Linked DNA regions of Mus musculus: region 1 is linked to region 2. A link is a contact called in public HiChIP or PLAC-seq data. All regions are on one chromosome and are shown on one strand. The core of a region is the stretch at or near the end of the contact, and the rest is flanking DNA. Distances in the headings are between cores, read along the strand shown.

Region 1 (4,066 bases), core at 1,480-3,979, 970 kb after region 2:
CTCTTATAAGGGACAACATTTAATTGGGGCTGGCTTTAGAGATTTAGTCCATTATTTCATGGCATGGAGTATGACAGTATCCAGGCAGACACAGTGCTGGAGAAGGAGCCAAGAGTTCTACATCATAATCCAAAGGCAATCAGGAAGAGAATGTCTTCCAGACAGCTAGAAGGAAAGTCTCAAAGCCCAATCCCACAGTGACTTCTTCCAACCAGGCCACACCTCCCAATAGTGCTACTCTCTAGGCCAAGCATATACAAACCACACCACATCAATTATTAATCAAGGGAATGCTCACTGGGTAATCTGACTGAGGCAGTCTTTCAGCTGGAACTGTCAGATAGCTGTGAGCCACACCAAGTTAGTGGCCGCAGCTAGCAGAGTGGGCCTGACGCTCACTATTCACTGAGGATGCACTCTTAGGTTTTACTTCTTGGTTTTTCCAGTCTTCCAAATTCAGATGAAAAAAATCAGGTTGTTATAAATCTGTTAAACCTCCCGGTAAATTTTTCTGTGATATGCCTGTAGGATAGTTATAGACTATTTTAGTATACATTTTAATCCGCGTGCTAAATACAAAAAATAATGAGGATCATTTCATCTTTAGATGAAAAACAATAGATTTAACATAAATTAATTTAAAATCGCTAATAAATACATTTTAACCACTGACTGTGGGGAAAACATTACAGAAAACTAGAGTTAAGGTTTATTGCATCATCTTTATCGGGTTTTTAATTCTGAATATCCTGTCTCATTTAAATAAATGACTTATATTTGAGCAGAGGTTTGTCAACTGCCGCGTGACTTAATTAGCTAAACATCTGTCAATGTCTCAGGCTTCTAACCAGGTCTAATTAATAATAGACAAAAAAGCTTTTATGTTAATAAAGAGGAGTTGGTTGCAAAAAGACAAATATTGCACAATTTAACTTCTATGAAGTAATTAATTGTCAAATTTATAAAGACAAAAAGTGAAATGGCAGCTGCCAAGGGCTGGATAGGAAGTTGATGAGAAGCATTCAAGAAGATGAGAAAGTTCTACCTCAGAGGTTCTCAATGCCATGAGCCTTTGAGACAGTCCCTCATGTTGTGGTGATGCCCAACCATAACATTACTTGTGTTGCTACATTTTAACTATAATCTTGCCACTGTTACAGATAGTAATGTAAATATCTGTGCTTTCTGATGGTCTTAGGCGACCCCAGTTACAGGGTCATTCAGCCCCCACACACACACACACACACACACACACACATGTTGACAGCTGTGTAACTATGTGGATATTCTCAGCACCGCAGAACTACTCAGCTTCAGATAGCTCGAATGGGAAACATGTTGGTGTATATTTTCCCACACAGGCAGAAGACGATGGTGGTGCTCACAATGAGAAAGCAGGGGCTGTAAAACAACAGACATCAGTACATTTCCTGACACTCTCAGCAAATATTTCAGTTTGATAACACTTTCTAAAAGCGTTACTTTAGTTTTCTCCCACTATTTCTCGAAGTGACAATTCTTACTTTTCTGCACTTTTCAGGAGATAAATTTGGGCAGCCTAGAATCCGTTGTTACACCCCCTAATCCTAGCCCTCTTGCATTAATCCAGTGATAGACTCCAGGAAAGCTGCACTGAGATTATTTCAGTCACACCTGACTGTCCATGTGAAAATGTCAGCTCTTCCACCTCACACACGTTCATCTTTCCCTTATGCAACACCTCTGTAACAATTCAGAGCCCAACTCTTTAGGTGGGTGTCTCAGGTTTAATTTCTGTATAACAAGTTACTACAAATTTAGCAGCTTAAAGCCACATGACTTTGCTTCCCAGTTCCCATGGGTTAGTTCTCAGGGGAGTTAGAACACAACTGAGGGCCCCATTGAGGTAGCTTTTCCACCCAAGGTCGAGCTTGTGGCTGAGCCCCCCCCATTCCCCCCCACCCCCAGGTCATGCTCTGCTTCCCAACTCCAGCAGCACTGTCAGAACTAAGTTTCCATGTGATTCTAGGACTGAGCCGGCAACCCTATCCGTTCCTTTCTATCTAAATTACTACATTTTCTCATCAAGTCCCACAGAGTAGCCTCCCTAAATGAACACTCTTGTCCACTTAAATGAATCACCCAAGCTGATTAAGTAAATCAACTGACTAGAGACCTTTACTTATTATATATGCAAGCCTTTCCGCCTTTGTCTCATGGCCCCATCACAAGAGTGAGGATCATCTCATAGCCACAGATCCTGCCCACACCTACATAGACAAGGTTCTACAAGATACACAATCCCTTCTAAAGACAACCTCGTAAAAAGCATCATGGGATACCTTTCAGATGCTCAATATTCTCAACCGGAAAACTAAGGGTGAGAAGACCCATTTCATAAGGACAGGATGCTTAAATGATTTTGCATTTTACACACAGTATCTAGGAGCACAGGTCTTTTGTATACAACATCCTGGAGCACAGATATTCAGAATACCCTGGCTCTCACGTTTTACCCAGCAGACGTCTCTCTGTGAAGTAGAGAACATACCAAGACTGACTAGGCTCTGTGGCTGCCACAGACAGGCTCTCACCCTTCCTTGTGCTGCCTCACTTAAGCTTCACAACAGCCCTCTGGGGCAGGGGCTGGCGTGTGAAGAAACTAGGACACAGAGGAGTTAAACTACTCCTACTTCCTGAGTTAGGAAGAGGTGGAGCCGGCTTGCCCATCCTCCAACCTCCAGCAGCCTTGCTGTGGAGTTCACTTCTCCTCAGCGCCCTCCCCTGCATCCCCTGGTGTGACAGAACATCCGAGGGCAGGTCAGAGCCCCACTCACAGTTCTCAACAGGCAGAGTCTCGGGGAGCCTCCTACCTGCTAAGTTTCTGGCCCCTTCCGTGCCATTACCTCCGACACGACACGTCCTTATCCTACACACGTTCCGGGTGAGCTCTGTACTAATTGAAATGGTGCAGCAGCGTTATTGCTTTTGAGGCAGTAGCTCATAAAGACGTCTGGTTTTAATTCACTCAGTATTTCTTTTGAATAGTTGATGACTCAACTCTTAAATTAAAAAAAAAAAAAAGAGTGATATAATCCTCTAAAAACCAAGGGGGCTGATTACCTAATGGCGGAATCGCATGGGGGAGGAAATTTAATTTTGATGGAATTTTTTTTTTTCCTGCGCCCTTCAGTTCTCTTCACTTATTTCAAGTTCGGCCTAGTTTCCCACAACTTTCCACATGCCCGATTTCCCCTTCAGGAAAGATAGAGCCTGGGGAAGGACTCCGCAACCCTTGACCACAGGAGATGGATGGCCGTCTAGAGAGCCGCGTTATGTTTATGTAAAATGTCTTTTACCTCTCTTCCTAGCAGCCTCAAAGAGTAAGGGAGGGAGCTGAAGAATTGTCTCAGTGCTTACTTGCTGCTGTGACAAAGGACCAAGAACCCACATCGCAGGTCACAAACTGTAGGTAACTCCAGTTCCAGGAGATCCAGCGCCCTCTTCTGGCCTCCACAGGCACCAGGCACGCGCATGGTACATAAATACATACACAGTCAAAACACACAGACACACAAAATAAAACGTATTTAGAAGATGGAGGAGGAGGAGGAGGAGGAGGAGGAGGAGGAGGAGGAGGAGGAGTCTGAAGAAAGCGCTGAGTGTGCAGGAGACCACAGGGAGGGGAGTGTGCAGAACAAAGCTCCAAGAGTTCCTACTAGTTCTCTGCCCTGAGCTAAACCATTTCACGTGCCCAGCCGTTTCTACATACGTGTCCTTGCAGGGATTCTGGTACTTCAAAGTGACTCTACGGGGAGATCGTGCTCAAAACTCTTAGGCTCAAATAGAAGAAGGGAAAGGCTTATATCTCACTTTCTTTACCCCTGGATAACTTAAGAGGCACAGGGTGACTATCTTTTTCTCAAAACGTTTGGACCATTATATCCATATACATAATAATATACATAATAAGGTAATGTTGGAGATAGGACCCAAATCTAAACACAAAACTCACGTGTGTGTGTGTGTGTGTGTGTGTGTGTGTGTGTGTGTGCACGTGTGCGTGTGTATGTATGAATATATACCT
Region 2 (4,446 bases), core at 188-2,687:
AGTTGTTATGGATCCTATGTCCAAGTAATAAAATCTTGGCTTTGTAGTTATTTTTATTTTTTTATTTTTTCAAGAGAAGGTGTTGCTAAGTAGATCATGGTGACCTCAGACTTGTAGCACTCCTCCTGCCTCTGTCCCCGAAGGGCTGACATTACAGACCCATGTGTCACTACACCCAGCTTGGTTCCCTTCAAACAGCTCAGATTGCTTTCATCCTTGCACAGTATTTGTGTTAGCAGATTCTTGTTACCCTGGCATGCTTCAAGCATTGTGAACTCTAATGCTGCTTCTTCCCACCTCAAATGGCTACACTGTCTCTCTCTCCCACCTGTTTATGAAATATTTTAGTGATTTATATCTTTTTCAAAACCTGCTTCTACAACAGGTGGCCAGACAATATGGCCCAGACACACCAACAGTACCTACTAGGGCCCCTACCAAACCATCCCTAAGGGCAGACACTATATTTTAAAGATGATTAAAAGTGAGGTTAACGGCTGAGAGAGCTGGCTTAGCAGACAATACACTTGCCATTCAATCATCAGGACTTGAACTTGAGTCTCCAGAATTCACATGAAGCCAGAAGTCTGTAATCCCAGCACTCTTTAGGCAATATGGGAGAGGCAACAAGAGACCAACAAGAGGATCCTAGGAACCAGGTAACCTGGAGTACACAAGTAGCTGTTGAGGAAGAGATAGAAGAAAGTGAGGCACTACACCCAGGGCTGTTCTCTGACGTCCCCTTGTGTGACCAAAGTCACATTCATACATGAAGTGAAACTAAAGCTGAAAACAATCTTTCCAAGTTAACATAGCTAGAAAATATTAGAACCAGGACTTCATTTTGGGCATTCCATTTCAAAATTTCTACTAAGTGTGTCTATGTGTGTGTGTGTCCAGAGGATAACTTTCAAGGGCAGTTCTTTCCTTCATGGTGGTTTGGTCATCAAGTTCAGATCATCAAGCTTGCTTGACAAGTACTCTTGCTGGCTGAGAGCCATCTCACTGGCTCTAGACTTTCTAACTTCTAGGTCTTTAGGTATATTCGGTTAAATATGACATGCTGTCAATTTTACTTCCTTTAAGGTTAGACCAACGAATGGAAACATTAAATTACAGCCGTTAGTCTAAGGGAAGGATCTTGGTAAAAGAAACTGAGATTAAAAAGCTGAAATGGCCAAAAGAATAACATAAACAGAGCTACTTGTAGAGCAGAAAGTTGAGTTCGGAGGAAATGAAGAAGCAAGACTAGGATGTCAGCGAGAGAGGCACAGACAAGATGAAAGGGATGAAGAAAAGATGAAAGCCCAAGTACCAACTAGGAAAGGGCAGCGGAGGACCTAGTGGGAGTCCGAAGTAGGCAGGGCTGAAGATTCCCGGAACTCCCACAGGTCCCGCCCACCTCGAGCTCGCTCCGCCCCCCCGACTCCTCTCCCCGCCCCCGGTCTCTTAGGTGATGCTGCAGCCAAGATGGCGCTGGCGGCGGCCGCGGCGGCCTGAGCGTCATGCTTCGGGCTCTCGGCGGCGGCTGCGGCGGCTGTGGCCTCGGCCAGGCCCTCGAGTCTCTTCTGAGAGTGATCTCTCCGGCGCTTCTCCTCCGGGCCGGTGAGGCGGGACCGAAAGAAGACTGCCGCGAAGTGAGGAGGCTGTGAGGAGCGACAAGAGAGCGGCGCTCCAGCCCGGCGGGCACCATGGCTGGGATCATCAAGAAACAGATCCTGAAGCACCTCTCCAGGTCAGCGAGCGCTCGGGGCCGGTCCCGTCCGCTGGCCGCCGGTTCTCGGGTCCAGGTCGCAGGTTCGGGCTCTGCCGGTGCCGCTGGCGCCCCCGACCGGCCTCCGGAGTCACGCGGAGGGCGGCGGGGCTCGGCGGGCCGGGGTCTCCTCCTCCGCCGGGGGCCGCTCCTGCGCCGAGGCTGGTGACGTCCCCGGCGTCACTCAGGTGCTGGGTGGATGGGGTTGGGCTGGGACCCGGTCCGGCTCGGAAGCTCCCGGGGCTCGGAGCCGAGCGGCTCCGTTAGCCGAGGACTGGGGTGTGTGTGTGCCAGTGAAACGTTAACCTTGGGATTGTTCTCGGTGCCCCCTACCTGGCGTCCCCGCTCCGCTGCACGGGAGGGTGTGCTTGTTTGCACAGTTCGGATTTGTTTTAGGGGAAATTAAGCAGGACTTCTCCGCTTCGGCCAGTTCTCCGTGGAAGTCGTTTTCAGTCCCGCATCGCGTTCGTTCTTGCTGCAGAGTTTTCCGATTTTGTTCCGCGACCCTTGAGTTCAGGGAGTTAACGTCCCTGGTGTTTAAACCCCAGACGTGTCACTCTTTCCATTTCATAACACAGTTTTAGTCAGAAACATGACTCAGTAAACTGGCAGTTTGTTACTGCTCTTGGCTTCTCCATATTTGTCTCAAGAAACAGGCTAAATGTAGGACCCTGTTCCAAGTTGGTGACAGAGAATTAAAAGCTCTTGGTTAGGATCTCTTTCTCTCCTCTGTTATTTGTAAGTTAATGAATGCTTTTAACTGATTAAAGGAACGTTCTCAGGTTTAATGATAGACTTGTATAGTAAACATGTCTTCATTTTCTGGATATGTGTGTGTGTGTGTGTAATACATATATATATATTACAGTTGAGAACATATTGAACAAAACAATACTATGATTCAGCAGATATTTTCCTGACATTATATCTTTATATTGAATAAAATTTAATACACACAGTATGTATACATAAAGTATCAAACTATAGCAAAGTTTGTGACCGTGTGTTTGGTTCTTAGTATCACTAATTAGAGAGAGAGAGAGAGAGTGAGTGTGTGTGTGTGTGTGTGTGTGTGTGTATTTAAACAGGTTAAGTAGCTCAGGCTGTCCTGAAAATAAATCTCAGGCTACCCTCAAGTTCAGTGTCATCCTGCCTCACCTTCCTGAGTGCTGAGATTACAGGTCTGTGCTACCATGCTTTGTTGGATTTTTTTTAATTATATAGATAGTGCAATACTGAGTCATCTTATTTTGAATAATGTTTATTACTTAGGGTGAGTCTGACTCATGAGATACACTTCGCCCTTGCCTATTTCAAGAGCCATAAGAAAATTCAGATCCATAGACACTGATTTTATTGCCCTTTTCTCTCCCAGGGATAATGATACTGTACCACTCTGTATGCCCAAAAGAAAATCTAATTCAGTCGATAAGTGCCTTAGGGCATTATCCTTTAATTCTCTTGTATAAGTCCATTTGGGAAGACCTCTTAAGAGCAGGCGTGTAATGGCTTACTCTGCCACATAGATAACTCCCACATACTTAGAGTTAAGCCCTTAGGATTACATTATAATCTTCCTGATTTCTTACACCTGTGTGGTAAATAGTAATGAGCATTTCATTTTAAATCAGAAAGTTTCTAAAACATAGCATTTTCTTTCTTTTTAAATGGAGAAACCATTTGTAGTTTTTTTTAAAGATTATTATATTTTTATTTATTTACTGTATACATCCAAGTGTGCACATATGTGCCTGATCCAGTCTATGTATGGAACATCTGAGGATAACTGGTGCTCACCTACCACACCATGTGTGAGTTGGAACTCAGTTTCCCAGGCTGGGTTAGAGTGCTGGCCTAGCATGAAAGCTGCCCTGAGTTCAGTGCCTAACACCTTATATACCTTATAAAGCGGGTGTGGTGACAGATTCCTGTAGTCTCAGCGCTTGGGAGTTGGAAGCTGTCAGATTTAGATTGTCCTTGGCAGTAGAGCCTGAGGCCAGCCTGGAATGGTGGAATCCTCTGGGGGAGGGCGTTGGAACCTGTACCATCAGAGAGAGGAAACATTAGGAAAATGCCCAAGTTCTTCCAGGCTCTCCTGCAGGGACTCTTCCAGGAAGAAGTCTGTCTAGAAAAATAGAATGGTCACACTGAGTGAAAGTTGAGATCTTAAGATTGAAACTGGCAATTCTGGAGGCTGGCCAGGACTTTGGACGTTGGCATATTGGACCAGTGAGGAAGAGGAACTGTTTTATAAGAGACTGACATATGCTTTATGCTTTAAGTAAGCGCTGCTTGGTTTGAGTATTATAAGTCATCTTATAAGAAACATCTCTGTTTCTTGCCTAATGTTTGTTTCCTTAGTGCCTCTTGCTTTAATGAGAAGTTTGTAGACTTGACTGATCTGAATCAACTTTGGGGTGTGTGAAGAGAGACAGGAAGAGGTTAGAAGTGTTATATTTTAGGGGAAATGAAACATGAAAAGCCTTTGAAAGAAATTACCCAGATTTTTTTAGGTCAGCACAGGGTATGTGTTGAAGGTGGTTATAGGGGAATCCGTCCCCCCCCCCCCCCGCCCCCGCACCCCGTAAGAGGATAAGAAGTTCTTTAAAACATTCATATATAAGAAAGGAAGATGGAGCAGGAACTACCTGTCATTTCACCATTACACCTTTTTATCTGTTGCTCTGTGTCTC

Evidence for each region. HiChIP or PLAC-seq counts read pairs in DNA pulled down with a chosen protein or histone mark.
Region 1: an H3K27ac HiChIP or PLAC-seq map of epiblast stem cells shows a contact between it and region 2, with 5 times the contacts expected there. The contact joins the enhancer-like site here to the promoter of Uhrf1bp1l in region 2. A contact is called at or near these places in 8 of 39 promoter capture datasets (the 3T3-L1 cell line, cranial neural crest, embryonic stem cells and 3 more) and 3 of 115 datasets of contacts at active chromatin or transcription factors (astrocytes, epiblast stem cells and forebrain).

What each region holds. Positions count from the first base shown.
Region 1 is chr10:90,715,407-90,719,472 of GRCm38.p6, forward strand. The region is part of intron 17 of Anks1b (ankyrin repeat and sterile alpha motif domain containing 1B); the gene reads left to right. Among named protein-coding and RNA genes, the nearest start is that of Apaf1, 370 kb to the right of the region's middle. Within about 2 kb of position 2,730, at least 22 of the 459 cell types and tissues checked have an H3K27ac peak or open chromatin away from gene starts, as enhancers often do. A contact at or near this core is called in epiblast stem cells, where this site is marked.
Region 2 is chr10:89,743,554-89,747,999 of GRCm38.p6, forward strand. It overlaps Uhrf1bp1l (UHRF1 (ICBP90) binding protein 1-like), which reads left to right and starts at 1,438. Exons shown (of 21, transcript NM_029166.2): 1 at 1,438-1,735. The coding sequence starts at 1,692.